Linked DNA regions of Hordeum vulgare: region 2 is linked to region 1. Evidence: chromatin contacts called from public Hi-C data. All regions are on one chromosome and are shown on one strand. Each heading gives the region's core, a stretch centred on a gene start, on an enhancer-like site or on the middle of the called end of the contact. The rest is flanking DNA. Distances are from core to core; before and after follow the strand shown.

Evidence for each region. Hi-C and Micro-C count contacts between places; a contact is called where the count stands out from the background.
Region 2: a contact with region 1 is called in a Hi-C map of leaf, with 2.4 times the contacts expected there. The contact joins the enhancer-like site here to the promoter of LOC123411230 in region 1. A contact is called at or near these places in 2 of 6 Hi-C or Micro-C datasets (leaf and seedling).

What each region holds. Positions count from the first base shown.
Region 1 is chr7H:573,323,419-573,326,466 of MorexV3_pseudomolecules_assembly, reverse strand. LOC123411230 (E3 ubiquitin-protein ligase RLIM-like) reads left to right here and starts at 1,445. Exons shown (of 6, transcript XM_045104168.1): 1 at 1,445-1,565; 2 at 2,701-3,048. The coding sequence starts at 2,721.
Region 2 is chr7H:573,581,609-573,584,656 of MorexV3_pseudomolecules_assembly, reverse strand. No RefSeq gene overlaps it. Among protein-coding and RNA genes, the nearest start is that of LOC123407235, 140 kb to the left of the region's middle. Within about 2 kb of position 1,631, at least 3 of the 3 cell types and tissues checked have open chromatin away from gene starts, as enhancers often do. A contact at or near this core is called in leaf and seedling, where this site is marked.

The DNA.
Region 1 (3,048 bases), core at 196-2,695:
TCACGAAGATACCAATTACACCCAGCCTCTGCAACAACGCAATGCCTTAATGGCATGGGATGCACACAACCTAAAAAACGAAGAAGCTAAAAAAGAAAAGTCCCGCTACAAAGATTCAGTAGTTGCAGCAGCAGCACAACCACCACCAAGACAACACCTGACGTCCAAGTACTTCAAAAACGACGCCTCCAAGAAGAAAACAGTGCACTAGCACCGTCGTCGCCCGATCGTAAATCTTGGGCTTTCACCCTGGAGATAATCCCCACTCTCAAAACAATGTCTTCAACAAGGCCAATGCGAGACCTTAGATTTTCACCATGAAAAGTAGGACCTTGAACTTCACGAGTGATGTCGCCCCCACTTACATACCACTCTTACAAATTCCGAAACTCCAAGCAAATTCCTCAATGGCGTAGGCTACAATCACCATTACTAGTCCTTCAATCTCGTTTTTTCTGACATTCTCCGCCTTTGACATCACCATAGAGGAAAGTATCTCTTGATAGAAACAAATAGCAGAGCTTCGTGCCTCTTTCTCCTTAATGGAGAATCAATGGGCACGATCGAATTCCACCCAATCCAGCAATCTCGAGGCATAACACACACATCGCCGACGGAGAGTTCCGAAACCCGCCACTCCGGCTAGATCAGAAGTACGGGCATCTTGCAGATCTTCGTCTTGGCGCAAGAGGAACCTAGGACCTTCTTCGGTGGATAGACCTTGCGACGGATATCCCCAACCATTTCATAATAGACCACACGAACAACGACGTTCATCAACAACAACGCCTTCGGAAAAGAGATGACGTCCACGCGCCACTGTCACCAGATCCAACCATAAAGGTCGGAATCCAGATCTTACCCTGAAAAATCAGTCTAAGCATATTTCATACACTAAAAAAACATCCTCGTTGTGAGGTATAACAAACTCGAATCGGACATAGGTTCTCACCATGAAGCCCGGAACCGGGTGCCCTACGCCGTGTACATCACGCACATCCTTTCTTGAATTTTGTATTGAACCAGCTAAATTAGCGAAAGCAAAGAAAATGGCTCACCATAATTAACCTTCCTTCCAACATACGTTTTGCACTACTAAATGCTAATAAACCAGATGAGATAGCAGCACATTAACATACCCGATCAAAACCAATCGTCCAGAACCCCCATGTCATCCTTTTGTTGAAGATACAATACACAGGAGCTCAGTTTTCCTTTCACAAAAACCGGCGGCGCCAGCCCCCGTGCGCGCAGGTCAAGCACGCACGCGCACCACGACGCAGACGCACCCGCACCCGGTTCCGTTCCGCGTGCGCGCCACCACTGACCCGCGCACGGGTCGTCGCGCCACGTGGCCGCGACGGGGCTCCGCTAAAGGCCACCGCGCGCCCGACCCGCTACGGCCAGCTGCTAAATAAATGGCCTCGGATCTGACCAAATCCTCCCCGTCCGGACCGCACGCCGTCTCCTCCGTTTCCATTCCGCGTCGGGAGGAGGAAACCAGGACAAAGAAAAGAAAAGAAAGGGGTCGCCGCCGCCGCCGCCGGTCCGAGGAGGAGGAGGAGGTACGAAATGGATATGGATGCGCGCTCCGCGTGCGTGCCTTCGATTAGATAGAGGGGGGAAGCGGACGGGCTCGGAAACCTCCGTTCCCTCGATCGTTTCCTTCCCTGCCTTCGTTTCGTTTCTGTTAGTGTTAGCGTGGGGATTTTGTTTAGGAGGAGATGAGATGAGAGGGTCTCCAGCCTGCGACGTTCACCTCCTTCGATGTGGGCGCTGTCGATCGTTTGGACTTCGGATTCGTTGATTCCCCCGTCGATTTCGTTTCCCCGCCCTCCATCTGTAGCCTCCCGCTGCTAGTACATGGTTGCGTCGATGATCGTTGTAGTTCCAGAGGTTATGCATATTGTGCAGCAATCTGTGTGCGTTTATGATCCAGAAGGCAGAGGAAACTTGGTTGCTTTTGGTTTTCTCTATGTGATTTGGGTTTTCTGCAAGCATTTCTCTGTTTCTGTAAATCGATCGGCAGTTTTTTCCTGTTTGTGTATCTATCTTGGAATAAATTACTATGTGGTAGAAATGATGTTTGCGCATGATATAGTTATCCAGGACCCCCAAGTGTTTTTATATTGTATGGGTGGTCCCAAACTGTCCCTTCTTTGTTTGAAGCAGGAAATTCGGCATCACTGTATCACAATCTAAACTGTTATATGGAGCTTTCGATCAAGTCATTGTCATTCAACTGCTAATTCCAATTGGTTTCGCGATAATGAACAGATGATGGCCAAGATGCAGATAGGATAATGAACAGGGTGTCTTATTTTGTTCCAGTTCTGTTGCAAAAATCTATTGATTACGTTTTAGGAAATATTTTCCAATATATTTTTTGTGAGCTTTGCTTAAAATGAAAAAACTGAAGAGCGGCCGGTTAACTTGTAGAGCCGCTGCAACGTAGTCATTTGATGTAATTTCATAAACATAGGTGGATATAGCTTCCTTGGAGTGGAGTTAAATGTTCTTAACTAACAGTAGGTGCAAAGTTGGATTGTTTGGTGCTATTGGAGATTGGTATCATTACCTTCTTCCCGTTTTCTTGCGTGAACTGTACCATTTCTACACGCGGATTTACATATTTGAGGTTACCTTTCTGACTGTTTGTCTCAACATTAGTTCGTAACTTCCATTGCATTGTGGCTGCAGAAGTGTAACACGAGTTTTCCATGGAGGAGAACGCTAGTAGATCCACCACAACAGTTGGCCTTCTAAGAAGGGGTTCTGGTGTCTCCTTGAGAAATCAAAGCAATGAGGAGAGACCGAATCAGTTCCAGAATAAGCCAGGGAACACCACAAAGCTCAACCCCGCAAAAGCAACATGGGCTGGCAATAAGGAAAAGCCGGGATATTTGCGTGAATCTTTCAATTCATCAGGATCGAAGTCCGTATCTGCAAGCTCTTCAAAAGCTCATGTCAGAAAGAATTACGAGGAAAAGCTAAGGCGCCCATTGTCGGCACAGTTTAACAATGCTGAAAGTAGTAACAGAAGAACTG
Region 2 (3,048 bases), core at 382-2,881, 260 kb before region 1:
AAACATTTTTTGAAATTTAAGACCATTTGTTGAAATTCTAGAACTACTTTTGAAAATGGAAACAGTTTTTGAAATTCAGAACATTTTCCGGAAAATCTAGAATACTTTATTAAAAAGCAAAAAGATATTTCGAATTTGAAGAATATTTTTTCAAAAGCCCTAAATTTTTTCGAATTCATGAATGAATTTTGAAAAACAGTAATGTTTTGAAAATTGGGACATTTGCTAATAGCAAGAACATTTTTTGAAATTTAGGAACATTTTTCGTATTTGAAAAACAATTTGTGAAATCCAGAACATTTTTTGAAAATCCATAACATTCTTTGAAACAAAAAAAAACAGAAAGAAAAAGAGAAAATGGAAAAACCGGTTCAGGAACCTTCTAGAAGTTTTCCAAAACTGAACAAGAAAACCATGAAAAACCTTAGAAGGTTCCCAGAACCAGGATCACTGAAGTGCTAAATGGGCCAGCAAATGGAATCCTCCGCCACCCAGTTCTGTGCGTTTGCCCGACCATTTGCTGCAAAGAGCGGTAAATAGGGGATACCATGAACAATTTAAGAAAAACGGCCATACGTTCGAAAATCATGAATAACTTTTAGAAAAAATTTCATTTCTCTAAATTTGCAAACTATTTTAGAAACACAAACATTATTTGCAAATCCTACAAAATGAAAACAATAACAATTTTTGGAAGCAGGAACTTCTTCTGAAAAGCACGACCATTTTACAGAAATATGAGCATTTTCTCAAATTTTGAAAATTATGTTGAAAATGTGAACATTTTTTGAAATATATGAACATTTTTTGAAAAATATGAACATTTTTCAAAACATAAGAACACAAATTTGGATATTATTTTAACGGAATTTTTGACTAAATTGTAAAATTATGAACATTTTTAAAAATACTGAACAAATTTTTAAACCAAGAACATTTTTCGAATTTTATTTTTTTTGAAACATGAACAAATTTCAAATTCGTGAACAAAATTGTAAAATTATGAACATTTTTCAATTTGTGAGCAAATCTTGAAATCATAAACATTTTTTGAAATGTGAACAAATTTTTAAACATGAACAAAATTCAAATTCGGAATTTTTTTTATAAAATAATGAACATTTTTCGTGTTGTGATTTTTTTTTGAAACCGTAAACATTTTTTGAATTGTGAATGAATTTTGAAACATGAAGACATTTTAAATTTGTGAACAAAATTTTGAAGTTGTGAAGAAATTTTGAAACCTCGAACAAATTATAAAGCCTTGAACATATTTTGAATTGTGATTTTTTTATTTTATTTTAAAAAAGAACAAAATTTCAAACTGTGAAACATTTGTTAGAAAATAAACTTGACAAAAATAAAAGATTTAAAAATAGAAAAGGGAAAAAGAATACAAATGGGAGAGAAAAGAAAAATAAGAAAAATAAACAGAAAATATAAAAAAGGAAACCAATTCCGGAAACCTTATAGAAGTTTCCAAAAACCAAAAAAAGCTAGGAATCTCTAGAATATTATAAAAATCGGTGCATTCGAACACTTAAAAAGGGCCGATCCTTACGGCGGTGCTCGGTCCCTCATGTGTACGAAGCACCGACACTTTCACACAGCAAGTGGCAAATAGGCTTTTCTCCAATGCAGCGCTGAAAACGTCCGTTAACAATCCGACGCGTGTACCATCACTAGCATAGTCGTGCCCACTAGCGTGTTCTGCAGTTTTTTTAATCTGTTTTTTTTATGTTGATCTAGTAGAAAAATACACCCAGATTTTCTATTTGTTATTAAAATAAAAATAAAAATAAAAAAGTTTACAACTTTAAAGTAAAAGGTTCATCCATTTGATCAAGAGTTCATATCTTTAAAAAAAGTTCATCTATTTAAAAAAAGTTCATTGAAATTGGAAAAAGTTCGTACAATTTGGAAAAAGCTCGTTAAACTTTTAGAAAATTCATTATATTTGAACGAAAGTTCATAGAAATTCAAAACAACTTCATATATTTCTTAAAAAAGTTCATTGAACTGAAAAAGTTCATAAACCTTTAAAATGTTCATCTATTTTGATAAAATTTCATCTATTTTCAAAAATATGTTCATCAAATTTCAACAAGTTCATCGATATTCAAAACAATTCCTAGAAATTTAATATTTAAGAAAAAGTTCACCAATTTTCAAAGAAAAGTTCATCAACCTTAAAAATATACGTTGAAATTTAAAAAAAATCATCAATATTTTATAAAGTTCACATTTAAAAAAAAAATCGTCAACCAGCGCTTAGATGAGCCGGCCCATTTACGAACGTCATACACACTAGTTAACCACATGATCGGGGCCTCTACACTGACCTGGTGGCCTCGCGATGCGACGGTCCCTCACGATCGTTGACCACACGCTCACCCGTGACCCTACACCGCCCGTCGCGGCTCTTCCCCACCGGGAAAGCTCCATCACCACCCTTCATCTCCTTGTTGGCCCCGTCGCTGGGTGTCGGGCTCGTCGGTTTTGGCCGCCCTGGGCTCGCTCGCTCCAGTTGCATCGGGCTCGCCAGCTGCCAGCCGTCACCCTTGCCGTCGGATCAATAGAAGGGGTGTCTAGAGGGGCGGGGGGCGGGGGGGGGGGGGTGTGAATAAACTACTTGCATAAATTAAAATCCTAGCCTTTTCCCAATTTTAGTGGTTGACAGAGTTTTAGCATTACTAACAAGTCTAGTGCACCCTACACATGCTAGTCAACAAATATGATAGTGAAAAGTAAAGACATTGCATATGTAGTAAGGAGTAGAGTTTAGGAAGATCAAACGCAAAGAAGACACGACGATTTTTGGCGTGGTTCCAATAAGTGGTGCTATCGTACGCCCATGTTAGTGGAGACTTCAACACACAGAGGGTAACGACCGCGAGAGTCCATGGAGGGCTCCACCCACAAGGGGTCCACGAAGAAGCGTCCTTGTCTATTCCACCATGGCTTACGTCCACACAGGACTAGCCTCACTCACGACAGATCTTCACGAAGTAGGCGATCTCCTTGCCCCTACAAACTTCTTGGTTCAAA